Regions from separate parts of the Mus musculus genome. Here region 1 is linked to region 2. Evidence: chromatin contacts called from public HiChIP or PLAC-seq data. All regions are on one chromosome and are shown on one strand. The core of a region is the stretch at or near the end of the contact, and the rest is flanking DNA. Distances in the headings are between cores, read along the strand shown.

Region 1 (6,451 bases), core at 1,575-4,074, 110 kb after region 2:
GAAAAGCAGATGACAGGACAAGGGGGTAACTACTTTAATCTGCCTCAGAACGACGGTTTGTGCATGATACTGGAAGCAGGCAAGAACAGTCAGTGTGGGCTTGACCCAAGGATATTTGACTTTTCCTCCTAAAGAGCCACACCCATTTCAGTTCTTATCTGCGGGTCGGGTCCTGTCCTCTCCACTACGTGAACGGACACACTGGGCCTGCAGACTGTTGAATGGAACTGTAGCCAAAGTGTCAGGACCACAGCCTGGGCTCTGGCAGCTAGTCCTTACTGTTTGAGGAGATGGTCTGCTTCTTGGGAGCTGCCTATACTTGCTCCAGCAGGCAACTTCATCATCGTGAATAATTAACACCATCTGAGGAGGGAGTCTGCTTTACTGGGCAGTGCCCCAACATGGTTTGTAGCAGTGAGTTTGGGCTACACTGCTTTGTGCTCCAGGAGGATCTCATGTGTGCACTCACCCAGGAGCTATATCTTTGGATCCTCGAATGAAAGGCACACACACACACACACACACACACACACACACACACACACACACACACATTAGCTTACTTTTAAAATGCCTTAGCTACCACAAAGGCTGGGCACTCCTAAACCTTCTTCTGCTACCCCAGGCCCAATTAGGGAAGTGGCCAGTGGCCACTTACTTGAAATCTCACATGGCTGGTTGGCTCTATCTCCTGCAGCTCCTACATCCATCCCATTCTTCTTCCACATGTCATGGCAATTCTGCCTCATTCTTTTCTGAGTCTTAACCCACACACCTCTAAGGGTCCGGCCCCATGTCCAACCATTGGCCGCTGGCATCTTTATTGATTGATCCATTTGGTACAAGGACCTTTAGCCTGTGGACAGATTCCCAATTGAATCAAAGCAGTTGAACCAATCTCCAACAGGGGTAGGCATCAACACCTGTATCAACACACCAATTATAGAGACAATAAATGGAGAAAAATCAAGATAGGGGGTGTTCACTGCGGCCACACTTCTGATTCTGCAAGATGGTATATATAGTTGTTCTTATTGCTGGAGGAGATGGTGTGCTTCTCAGGACCTGCCTACCCTTGCACCAGCTGGCAACTCTGCTTTCATAAATAGTTAACATCCTCTGAGGAGGGAGTCTGCAATGGCTGGCAGTGCTCTTCCTGGAATCCTATGTAACTGACCACAGGTTCCTGGCTTATCTGTCTTGTGCCTTTAGCCTTGAAGGAGGGAGGAGATAAGGCAAGGTAGACAGACACTCCTTGTGTGACTAACAAGCTGACTCAGACAGCAGAGATACCATAGTAGAACTGAAAGAGACCCTCAAGATGGAGACAGAGCTTCCAAACTTGAATCTCAGGAGCCTAAACTCTCAGGAGCCCAAACGATGATTCAACGCTCTTTCGTAGCAGCAGTTTCTAAATGCCCACTACAATGTGTTGCCTGACAAAACAGGAAGGTGTGTATCTAATTCACCCCAGATAAAGAACTCATGACAGACCCAAATACAGATACCAAAGTGCAACTGGTAAATCGGTGAGTTTTATTGGGGTTACTTAAAGGAATGTGGGTGAGAGGTTACTTACAGGAGCAGAAATGACTCAAAGACAGCAGCATCACCAAAGGCTCCCCTAGCATGAGTGACAGTTCATAAAACCCGGGAAACCTGGAGCTCATTGCCCAGCCTGCAGGCAGCTCAACAGGTTAGAGAGTGTTCTCTTCCGTTGACTCTGCACTAAACCTCTTCCAGGCAGCTGGTCTGCTCTCAGAGTATCTGCAGCTTTTCTCCTCCGAGAGATGTCTTAGCCACTCTGTTCCCCTAGGCTCAGAGGGACATGGCTTACCCAGGCAGGGAGGGGCTTAGTGAATCTGCTCAGTTTCAGGGACTTCCCTAAGCTATTTTGAGTTGTTTACTTTCCTGCTTAAGGAACTTTCCAGCAGGATGGGATGTTTCCATCGTGGGGAAAAAAAAAACATTTACAGAATACAATGCAAAAGAATCCACGCTTAATTCATCCATACAATTTCAATCCATCAAACAGATGTAAGGGAAGAAAGACACCAGGCTGCAGTGAAGGTGAGTGACTTATATAAGTTCATCACACCCAGGCTTAAAATCCCCTGTGCTCACTTTTGTAGCGTTCAACATGTGAGCGTGGCCCACGGACAGTCACACACAGAGCCTGAGCAAGAACTGACGTAGGGCATCACTCTGAGAAGAATCCACTGAAGTGCCTCCGCTGCAGAGATGCTAATGGTCCCGAGAAGTGTGTGCTCCTCTCAGGCACTAATGGCCTATTAGGACCCCACAGTTCTGGCACCTTCTTACCTTGTTAATGACTACGATTAGTTATCCACCATGGTCTGACCCTGAGAAAGCCTGTCCGATGTCCTGCCATATAAAACAGTCACTTTGCTGCGGGAGAAACCGTCTGTTTTTCCCTCTGAATTCATCACGGGGAGGTTGTTCTTTCTAATGGGTTTAGAATCTGAAGTTTCATAAAAGGCACCTTATCTCCCTGGCTTTCTCATACGTCTTCATCTGCTCTATTGACTCTCTCTGATGGAATATACCAGCAGGCGCGGCAAAGTGCTTTTTAATACTTCAGTAAACAGTTGAGAGAGAAACCTCATTACAGATAAAGTGAGAAGTGAGGTCCGACAGCCCATTTATCTTACTCAGGATGAAATAAGGGCTATTGTTCAATTAGGCTAAAGTACAATCTCTCATGTTTCCTTCCTAATGTCTTGTTTGGGAGCAGGGGTGGGGGAAGCGGGTGGCACGGTGAGTAAGCTTCTGAAATATTGCCCGGGAATGTGCAGCAGTATGTGACCTGGTGAGCCGGGCCACTGGGCTTGGCAGGGCAGCTGCTCCTGCAGAAGCTGCAGTGGATCCAGTTCTGCCACAGGAAGCCAGCCAGGCTTGAATCCCTCCGTAGGGGGTCCCTGGGAGAGAGCACGAGTTTTCAAGAGTGTGCCTGGGAAGGAAAATGGAAGGAGCCCGTGGTTGTCACTGGGAGACAAGTGTGGCTTTAAAAAGGGAATAGTTGGAAAGTCAATCTGGTCTACACCTAAAATAGATAACTTACATTTCTGCCTCGCTCCTTAGCCATTAATCATAGCAATGTTTTTGGTATTTTTTTAAATGGGGGAGAGAGGGGAGAGATGCTGGGTCAGGTATAGAGGCTAGGAAGAGGGGACAGAAGCGGGGCTCTCACTTGGCTCTTTCTTAGCCTGCTGGGCTGGTTTAGAAAATGTTTCAATGTTTCTCCTTAGATTCACATTTGTTTTCAAAGAATAGGCAAAACCCCATTTCTATTGTTAGACTGACTTTGGTGGAGGGCTAATATATTTGCTGGGAAGCACGGAGGTGGGGGCTGGGGGATGCTGTTGTGTTTTGTTTTGTTTTGTTTTGAATCAGATAAGATTTACCTTGAGATGTCTATCAGAAAGTTAAACAAAAACATCCACAAGAAAAGAAACTAAGGTCCTGAGTCATCGGAGGTCAGCCCTTCTGGGTTCAGACATGTGATATTTCAGACATGTGATATTTCAGACATGTGATATTTCAGACATGTGATATTTGTGCGCACAAAGGCTGATCTGTTAATCTTTGCACTGTGACTATAGCACTTTTAAAAACCTGTGTCTGCAGCCAGATGCTCTGACACTGAAACTGTGTCCCCGAAAACGTGTATTTGGATGGGAATGGAATATTGTTTATTCATCCTTCTCTTTACAGTGTGTGTGTGTGTGTGTGTGTGTGTGTGTGTGTGTGTGTGTGTTTACATGTGGAGGCCAGATGTAACAACCTTGGGCTTGTTACTCATAATAGCCGTCCTCCATGTGTTTTTGAGATAGGATCCCCCGCTCTCTTACTTGGACCTGCGCCTTATGGATTAGGCCAGGCAACTTGGCCAATGAGCCACACAGATCCTCCTTGTCCCTGTGTCCCCAGGGCTAGAATTATAAGCCTGTACCACACATGGCAGCTTTTCATGTGAGTTCTTGGGGTCAGCTTGGATCTTCATGAGAAGAACTGAGTTGATGATCTCAAGGGAATAGCTTAAAACTGAACTGGGTACCAGAGAGCTGGTAACACCCATCCAATTGAGGAGGGAGTCATAGGTTCCTAGGGACTCCACATGGGGTCTTCAGTGCAAATGGAATGCTGGCCCCTTGGAGGGAAAACAATGGCTTTCTATGAATCCCTGAGTTAATTTTAAGGGAATTAATTTCTAGAGTCTCAATTCTGACTGTGCCCTTTCCTAAAACTGGTATGATACATCAAGCGTATGGTTATCTGATTCTTCCCACTGTCTCTTAAATCCCCCTTGGTGAAGAACAATCTCTCTTCCACAAACTGTGGATTGCTCCAGGGCAGCAAACATAGAGGCAATTATAGTGTGCCTTGCAGGACCAATGCTATCAGAAGAATGGATGGGAGCCTCCCCTATGTCATTTCAAAGGTAAACTCTTAGCAAGGTCCAATGAGGACATGCCAGTGAGGTACCCATCCAACCATTTTTGAATTAGAATTGAAAAGCAAGACCATCATCTTCAGGATGGACATTCACACGCTCATCTGAATTGCAAAAAAAGAAGTCAGACTTCCCGACTGAAAATAAATCTGGTTTTGAGGATTGGTTTACAATGAGAAATGAATTTGCCAAGTATATAGTAGACATCCTGTATAAATTGAATATCTAATATATCTAATATATATATATATATAACATTTTTAAAAAATTCTGAGCCAATAGGACTATAAAATACATTGAAAATTAAACTTAGAAGGAACACTTTTAGATGTACGTGAAACATTCTGTATAGTGCACAAAGCTTAGTTCTAAAAGTAAATTAAAAGAATGTACAAAATAAAATTTGATAAAAAGTGTTCTAGGGTTTTTGTAAGAGAGTAAGCTAGGCTGAAACAACTTGAGGGAGGTTCCTGAAGTAGCAGGATTGAAGCTAGAATTAAAGAATAGGATTGATTTATCATCAGAAAAAAAAAACCCACCCAAACAAAAAAACAAAATAAAAACAAAAGGTGGAAAGAGGACACTGTCCAGTGTCAACAACATGTGCAAGAACTTTAAGGTTGTACCAGTGTTGTAACCTGGGGTGGCAGTGTGATTTCCAGCCTCATCTTGGGACAAGCAGAGATAACATGTCAAGGGCATTAACTTAGGCACCTATTGAAGCCTAGAGATAATTCTTTGTTCAGAAGCTGAGGGAGGGCCAATTGGACAGCTGAACGGGTGGTAAAGAGGCTTTAAAGAGAGGACTGTACCCCCAGGAAGGAATCTCTTGGTGGTTTTAAGTAGCATAAGTTGCTCCTCCTCTGAATCCTCATGAAAATATTTCCATCCTTAGTTATAGGATGTCTCCCATGCCACGACAACTCTTCATTTGTATGTCAGTCTCTTATAATCTATAAACTCTTCAAGAACTCTGGCTCTGCCTTATCCATCTTTGTAATTTCAGCCCCTAGCGCATCTTGCCTCGGAGTGACAAGATCTTAATAAAGTTTTGATTAATGATGAAGGGATGAACAAAAGAAATCTAAGAGGAAAACTGAGAGGGCTGGCAGGAGGAAAGAGCATCTTCTTAGGTGCCAGGGACGCTAGGTCGTCAAGCTTAGGAGTTCATGAAGCCAGCTCAATGGGATAGCGTCATCGCAGTGAGAAGATGGAGGGAGGGTGAATAAGAGTGACTGCAGTTACTGTGCACACGTGTGTATACACAGGTAAAGGTGTGTATACACAGGTAAAAACGTGTATTTGTATTAGTTCTGAATGAGAAGCGGACGTCTAACAAACACAGTGAAGCAAGTTTTGGAAACACCGGAGCCCATTTTGTTGCATGGTGGCAAGGCAAGCAAGGTCAATGGAGAGCTGCAGGACAGTGAGAAGCAAGAGTAAGAGAGACTTGATGTCTGATTGGCTAAAGCCACAGATCTCCATGACTCAGCACAGAAGATATTGAAGGATATCCATCGGGACAACTCCTGCAAAACTGAAGTACCCGTTTGTCAGTCGGCTCACACATTTCCATCTATTCACTAGTGGTCACTGGGGGGTGGGGGAGGGGGCTTCTCTGCCTGATCTGTGCAGGTGGGCTTGTGCGAAGAGCTCCGGCCAATGAACTGGGGGTAGAATGGACTAGTGCCTCTTTTAGGCTGGAGTGTGTAATGTCTGGTGTGAGACCATTTAAATTCATTCTTTTTGTGTGGAATCTGGGAAGGTTTAGGTTACCGTTTTCCTGTGTGTCTGAGCTCTGAAGAGAGGGGATTTGGGGCAGGGCTCCTTAGCCAACCTCTGGTGAACACGTATGATGATCAAGAGAGAAACTCTCGTAAGCATTTGAGAGTTGGGGCTTACTGATTGTCGCAGCAAAATGTATCCTAGCCTAACTGAGAGATGATAGTATTGTCACCAAGTTAGAAAGGGGCAACA
Region 2 (6,345 bases), core at 579-3,078:
GGACAGGCAGGTGACATGATGTATTAAGTCAGAAATCATAATTTCACAAACCACAGATGAGTATGTATCATCATCACCCTACCCTAAAATCAAGGATCTGTGACTTTTTGGCGTCACTTTATTCAGAAAGAATAACGTGGGACCTGTCCCCACCTCCTCACGAGCTGACCCACCGTCTAGCAGCACTCTCTTCCCACTAAATCTTAGGAGAGCCCAGCAGAGAGAAGCGGGTCACTAAGATGGGTCCTCTGAAAGCTGTGCCTGGTCCCATTCCTTCCTTTTCCTCTGCTTCCTGCCCACTCTGTGGTGAAGAGCCTCGTAATCCACACGCTCTCCTCTCCACAGAATAAAAAGCCAAGCACTGAGGAGAGAAATCTGAGACCATGAGCTAAAATAACTCTTCCCTTTCCACTGCCATTGGCAGTAGCTATGCATAGGACACACACAAGGCAAGGTTTGGCTGCTAGCGCAGTGAGTGTGCACACCTTATTAGCTGCTGAAAACCGATGCTAGATGCAGTGGCCACCGCTTCAGGAAGCTCCAGGCCAGTCAGGACTAGTGAGAACCTTTCTCAAATAAATACATATATGAAAATTGTGCTCAGTATGCTATGGATGACTTGAGAAACAGTTAAAAGCCAACAGCCTTCCTAAAATATCTTTTATGCTTCAGCAATTCCCCTCTTTAGCCTTTAGTATTAATCTAGCAGTACATATTTTAAATATTTGAAAACTATGCCTTAGAATAGCCAACTTAAACCATATTTTTCTTAACAATCATAGCTATATAAACTATGAACTATGTAGAGAGATTTTTCCTAAAATTAAAAAATATCAAGAAGCAACTTTTCAGTGAACTACTTACTGTCTTACTATTAATTGGAAGCTAAATGTGCTCTAAGAGGTCATTTATACACCGTATTTTTCTAAGTAATCACATTGTCTTTTAAACTGTCAAAGGGTACTCAGTAGCTATTACAGACATTATTCTGTATGGATGGAAGCTACACTGGCAATGGCTAATTCAGTCTTCTGCATTCTAGCAAGAGCAGTGACATCACTCGTCATTAGTGCTACAGTGCCCACACTCGCTCCTGATGATCACATAGCTGCTCTTTCCAAACTATACTCAACACCATTTAATTCAGTGGCTCTCAACCTGTCAGACTGCAAACCCTTTGGATCGAATAATCCTTTCACAGAATCGCATATCAGATATTTAATTATGATTCATAACAGTAGCAAAATTACAGTTATGAAGTAGCAATGAGATAATTTTATGGTTGGGAGAGGGTCAGCACAACATAAAGAGCTATATTAATGGGTCGCAGCATCAGGAAGGTTGAGACCCACTAATAAGTAAAAGGAGCTCTCCAAGTGTGCTGTGTGCCTAACATCACACACAACTGCATTGCAAGACTGCACCTGTCCTTCCTTAGTGCTTCCTAACTACCTCTCCCTTCACAGAATATTCTCCATGGAAACAAAGTAGTATTTGCTCCACCAACCGCCTGGTGACTTTGTAGAAAGCATTATTGAGCATGCTGTGACTCTCTGATCTTCTCACGCACTAAGTCTGAAGATTTCTCAGCTCTGCCTCTCGCACATCTGCCAAGTCCAATACTACCAAAACCACCTAGCTGAATAGAACATGGAACAAACAACTCAATTTTTGGCCTTTGAGCGATTTTTTAAAATTCATTTAAGAACATAAAATCATACATGTGTGGTTAGGCAGGAAGGTGATCCAACATAGGGACCAGGGGAGAACGGCCTCCTGCTCCACTGTTTACACAGAAACCGCAAAGGAAGTATGCCTGCCCCTCCCCCATAACATGCATACATTCAAGAAAATTATAAGGCCTCTTTGTTCTGGAGAAAAGATAATTGCCCAAAGCCAGACTAATGATGCTTACGTTTTCAGAACAGAAATAAATATTAAGACACAGTTTCACCACACAGGTCTAGATTTCACATGGGGACAGGGAGGAGGGCCTGGAGAGATGGCTCAATGGTTAAAAGCCCTGGCTGCTCTTGCAACAACCACAACTCTGGTTCCTCTGCATTAACGCCCTCTTCTGACCTCTTTGGGCACCAGGCATGAACGTGACACATGTTCACGCACACAGAGACACACAGACACAGACACAGACACACAAAAAAGGAGGGGGTAGAAGAAGAGGAAGGATAGGTGAAATGTAAAAGATTCATTTGTTTTCAAATCCTGTCATCCTCAGTTCTACAGTCTAAAGTCACTAAGAAAGCACCGTCACCACCACTGGGCTTAAGTCGCTTTACCCCAGTACCAACAAAAAGTCTTAAAATACGGCTAAAATTCAAGTATATGGAAAAACAAGGATCTCTTTCACAGAGCTTTACCATTAACTAGGGAAAGTATACAAAGTATTAACCATAAAACATCACATGCAAACCAAATGACATTCTACACACAAAACTATGTCCTGCAATCATCTATTAAATCTTCATTAAGGGGGTGACCTGTACCTCAGAATCATGCTATATTGACTTAAAGAGTAGCAGCAAAATTCAAGAGGGGGGTCACACAGCTCACTTCTCACAGTTTTGCGTTCTAACCTTCCCAAGTGTTCTTTCTTGCTTTCCCTTTTTTCATGGAGCAATAGGTCATACTGTCTCTGCTCCCCAGCTAGTCACAAACTCTTAGAACCTATCTTCCTACCCCACCCGCCCAACAGCTGAAGCTAAAGCATGCCCAATTACAGCCAGCCAATCTCCCAAATTTTCTGACTTAAGACTGGCGAATAACTGTTGACCTGGTGTGATAGTTTATTACAGTTCTTATGACCTTCCTTGAGTTGAGTGTTGGACACATGACTATATTTTGATTGCATTCACCTCCCACCTCATCCCAATTTTGTCACACACATGCACACGCACACGCGCACACACACCCTATGGACTCCGAGCTGTACTGCCCATATACTCCTAGATGGAAGACCATTCACAAGTGCATGGTGGGACAACCAGGGCCACACCCTTAAAGAAACTGCTGCCTTCCCCAAAAGCCATCAACTATCAACAGTTCTTCAGCTAAAGGTAGTGACTTACAGGCCCCTCGCCTGAGTTGTGAATTTTTAAAACTGTAAGAGTAAAGAATTTTGTTCTTTTCTATAATTATGCTCATAATTTTGGCAATAAATATAATGGTACAACCTATGATATTCTGTATTTGAACTTCCTAAACTTTAGACTTAAGGCACAGAGCATACCTGCACATTTGTCTCTCTGTGAGACTGACAGTGAGTACCAGGAAACTGAGAGCCCGCTAATAGGACTCACTCAGGGAGCCCTTCTAAAGCGGGGTTTGGCTAGGCTTCTCCCTCCTTCCACTAACACAGCTATCATTAGGGAATCAGTTGGGCTTCTCCCTTCTTCCACTAATGCAGCTGTCATAAATGCTTAGGAACCAAACACTGTACACACATACACACCCAACACTTCCCTCATCTCAGCTCAATCTGTAACCTACAAAGCTCCATCCGGGAACTGCCAGGCTGGCGTGGATGAGGAGGAAGCAGTGATGGGAGTTCGGTACTATCCTTTAAGGTGTCCTACAACATGTGTGAAGTGGACTCCTATGTATCATTAGGAACAGGAGAGGATAGGACTCGCCCGGATCAGTGCTTCTGCCTTAGAGAAGAACAGCTAAGATTCTAGCTTAGAGCTCTGTGATCGGGGCACCAGACAGCCTACACTAGTAAGAAAGGTAAACTTTAAATTACTCTGAACCATGGAGACAACAATAAGGAGAAAGTAGGGATGTTATTATGACTACATCTTTATATTTATTTATCTACTGAAGAAGAAAGAGAGCATGTTCCCCTTCAAGTATTTAGAGATTAGAGGACAGCTGAGGTCCTTAGACTCATAGCAATGCCCATATACATTGGGTCAGCTCACTAATATAACTATTAATAATAACACAAGTATATTATTTCATATTTTCAAACATCTTCACATTCACTGATCTTTATAGCAACTTCAAAAAGTAATGCTTATGTATATTAAAAGAAAAATATAATATATGACGACAGTGGCCAACTTATTACTGTATAAAGATAAATCTTCAAAGGTCACAGTAGGGAAAAAAACTGAAAACCACTTTTTAGAAAATGAGGTAGTGGTCAAAGAATGAAGAGTCATGACAAAGAAAAGAGGACTAAAGGGGAGTTAGGACAGTCATGAGGAAGAACAGACAATAAATAGTCTCGGGATTAATTAATCACACAGTTCCAGCCGTAGACAAAGAAAACGGGCATTTAGTGCCATCCAACCTATCAGTCACCACAGACAGGCTGATTACTAAATCTGACCGACACTCCACAACCAACTGCCAGCGTCCGTCAGTAGCAAAGGTCACACACTCCTCTCATTCCCCACACTAGGAAACCTATTCCAGGAGCTGAACTATCAGCACACAGGGCTGTTTGCTTCTATTTGTTTCAATCTTCAAAACATGAGCATAAGAATTTATGTCCTTGAGTGCAATGGTGAGTGGTTTTTATTCGAGCCACTTTAATAAAATGAAGAAGCTATTAAAACACACCTAAGATCATGTCAAGCCAGTCTTCCTAATTAGCTCTTCTATGGAAGAAACGATTAGCCTAACTTGGTGTTCTGCCAAGGATATACAATACACCAAGAACATCCCACATTTTATGAAAGACCTGAGCATGTTCCATTAAAAAGCATTAAAACTGCGCTGCAGTTGAAAATGCTGGAAATTGGAGGCAGCTTCTTAGCATCCGAATGCAGGGCATCCACAAGTGTGGATCCTCTGATCAAGAGTCTCCGTGTCAAAGCTGACTGCAGAACCACTGTCCTCGCAGGTAAAGCAGCAAGTGACAGCAGGGCTGAGGAAAGACTTTGCCCATGGTCTTTCCCTTGTGGGGGCGGGGCCTGCAGGTCCGAACTCACTGTCCTCCCATCTCAGCTTCCTGGAGCATGGGCCCTGGGTGCGCTGTCGCTGTCACGGCAGGCTCTAGGATTTATAGTTCAAGCTAATAATTCAATTTTACTCCAAGCTCCAAATCTCATGCCAATATTTCTCATCACTGAATATTTAAGAACTGAATATTTAAGAATATTTAAGAACTAAGTGTTGCATTGTACCTTAGAACCCAAAGGAACAACAGAGAGCCTTAGGATGAGTAGAGAATTTAGGCTTTTTCAGATACTGAATAAAACTCATAAGTCAGCAAGACTTTTGATATGTGTACACTATATTGCTAGTTCTTAAAAAAAAAAAAAGTTAAGGTCATTAAGAAAGTACAAGGGATAAGCACATCATGCACTCTTTGGAAAACCCGATGCAAAGGAGCGTTTATCCCAGAGCTCCTGATAACAAAGCCAAAACCTATTCCTCCGTTTAGCACAAAATACTAGACTGACTGACCCATTTCACACTGAAAATACACACCAGAGTATAACACGCCTAAGTCATTCATTATCCCAACTCAAACAATGTACGCTCAGAGCTTACGGTGCCAAGTTGGTTTGAAGCAGCACAAGCAGGTCCCAGCCGCAGGGTTGGAACAAGCCCTAACATGTTTGCCAACACAAGAGTCCCCTTTCCCAGCAGACACCTCCAGGGTCTCTAAAGTCCTCTTGGTGCTTACCATATTTTTAGCTATGTTGCTAACTTAGGGAAAAATAGGACAATACTAACGGACCCATTCTAAACTGTACTGGGATAGACAGGGAAGTAGACTTACCTTCCCCTATAAATGCAATCTTTTTTTTTTTTTAAGATTTATTTATTTATTTAATTCATGTATGTGAGTACACTGTCGCTGTCTTCAGACACACCAGAAGAGGGCATCGGATCCCGTTAGAGATTGTTGTGAGCCACCATGTGGTTGCTGGGATTTGAACTCAGGACCTCTGGAAGAGCAAGCAGTCAGTGCTCTTAACTGCTGAGCCATCTCTCCAGCCTATAAATGGAATGTTAAAACTGCCAAACCAATATACAACTTCAAACTCCACCTTCCAACAGAGAGACCCAACAATCCCAGTTTAAAAAGCACCATCCCCGACACTATCATAATCACTTTTGATACACTCTATATTTGTCTAGAATTATGCCACAAGTGGAGCATCTGAGAACTATAATAATGTTTTCCTTAAGATAACCCATGTGTGTTTTCTGTATGTCCAGCATATCAGCTGCAATGGTCATTATACAGTACGCACATTAACGCACATTGGCTGTAGCTGGCACCACCATCTTCTATGATTTCCTACTCTACTACTGAGTATGGAATTACCATTACTAAAGGAAGGCAGAAACGTCATCTCTGAAGAAAAC

What was found. HiChIP or PLAC-seq counts read pairs in DNA pulled down with a chosen protein or histone mark.
Region 1: an HNF4G HiChIP or PLAC-seq map of pancreatic cancer cells shows a contact between it and region 2. The contact joins two enhancer-like sites. A contact is called at or near these places in 2 of 484 Hi-C or Micro-C datasets (myocytes and nephron progenitors), 2 of 115 datasets of contacts at active chromatin or transcription factors (bone marrow-derived macrophages and pancreatic cancer cells) and 1 of 9 other capture datasets (adipose tissue).

The regions. Positions count from the first base shown.
Region 1 is chr3:144,662,282-144,668,732 of GRCm38.p6, forward strand. No RefSeq gene overlaps it. Among named protein-coding and RNA genes, the nearest start is that of Sh3glb1, 55 kb to the right of the region's middle. Within about 2 kb of position 2,825, at least 77 of the 459 cell types and tissues checked have an H3K27ac peak or open chromatin away from gene starts, as enhancers often do. A contact at or near this core is called in pancreatic cancer cells, where this site is marked.
Region 2 is chr3:144,549,788-144,556,132 of GRCm38.p6, forward strand. The region is part of intron 1 of Hs2st1 (heparan sulfate 2-O-sulfotransferase 1); the gene reads right to left. Gm46829 (a long non-coding RNA gene) reads right to left here. Exons shown (of 2, transcript XR_001784021.2): 1 at 1-6,345. Among named protein-coding and RNA genes, the nearest start is that of Gm46829, 4.0 kb to the right of the region's middle. Within about 2 kb of position 1,829, at least 25 of the 459 cell types and tissues checked have an H3K27ac peak or open chromatin away from gene starts, as enhancers often do. A contact at or near this core is called in pancreatic cancer cells, where this site is marked.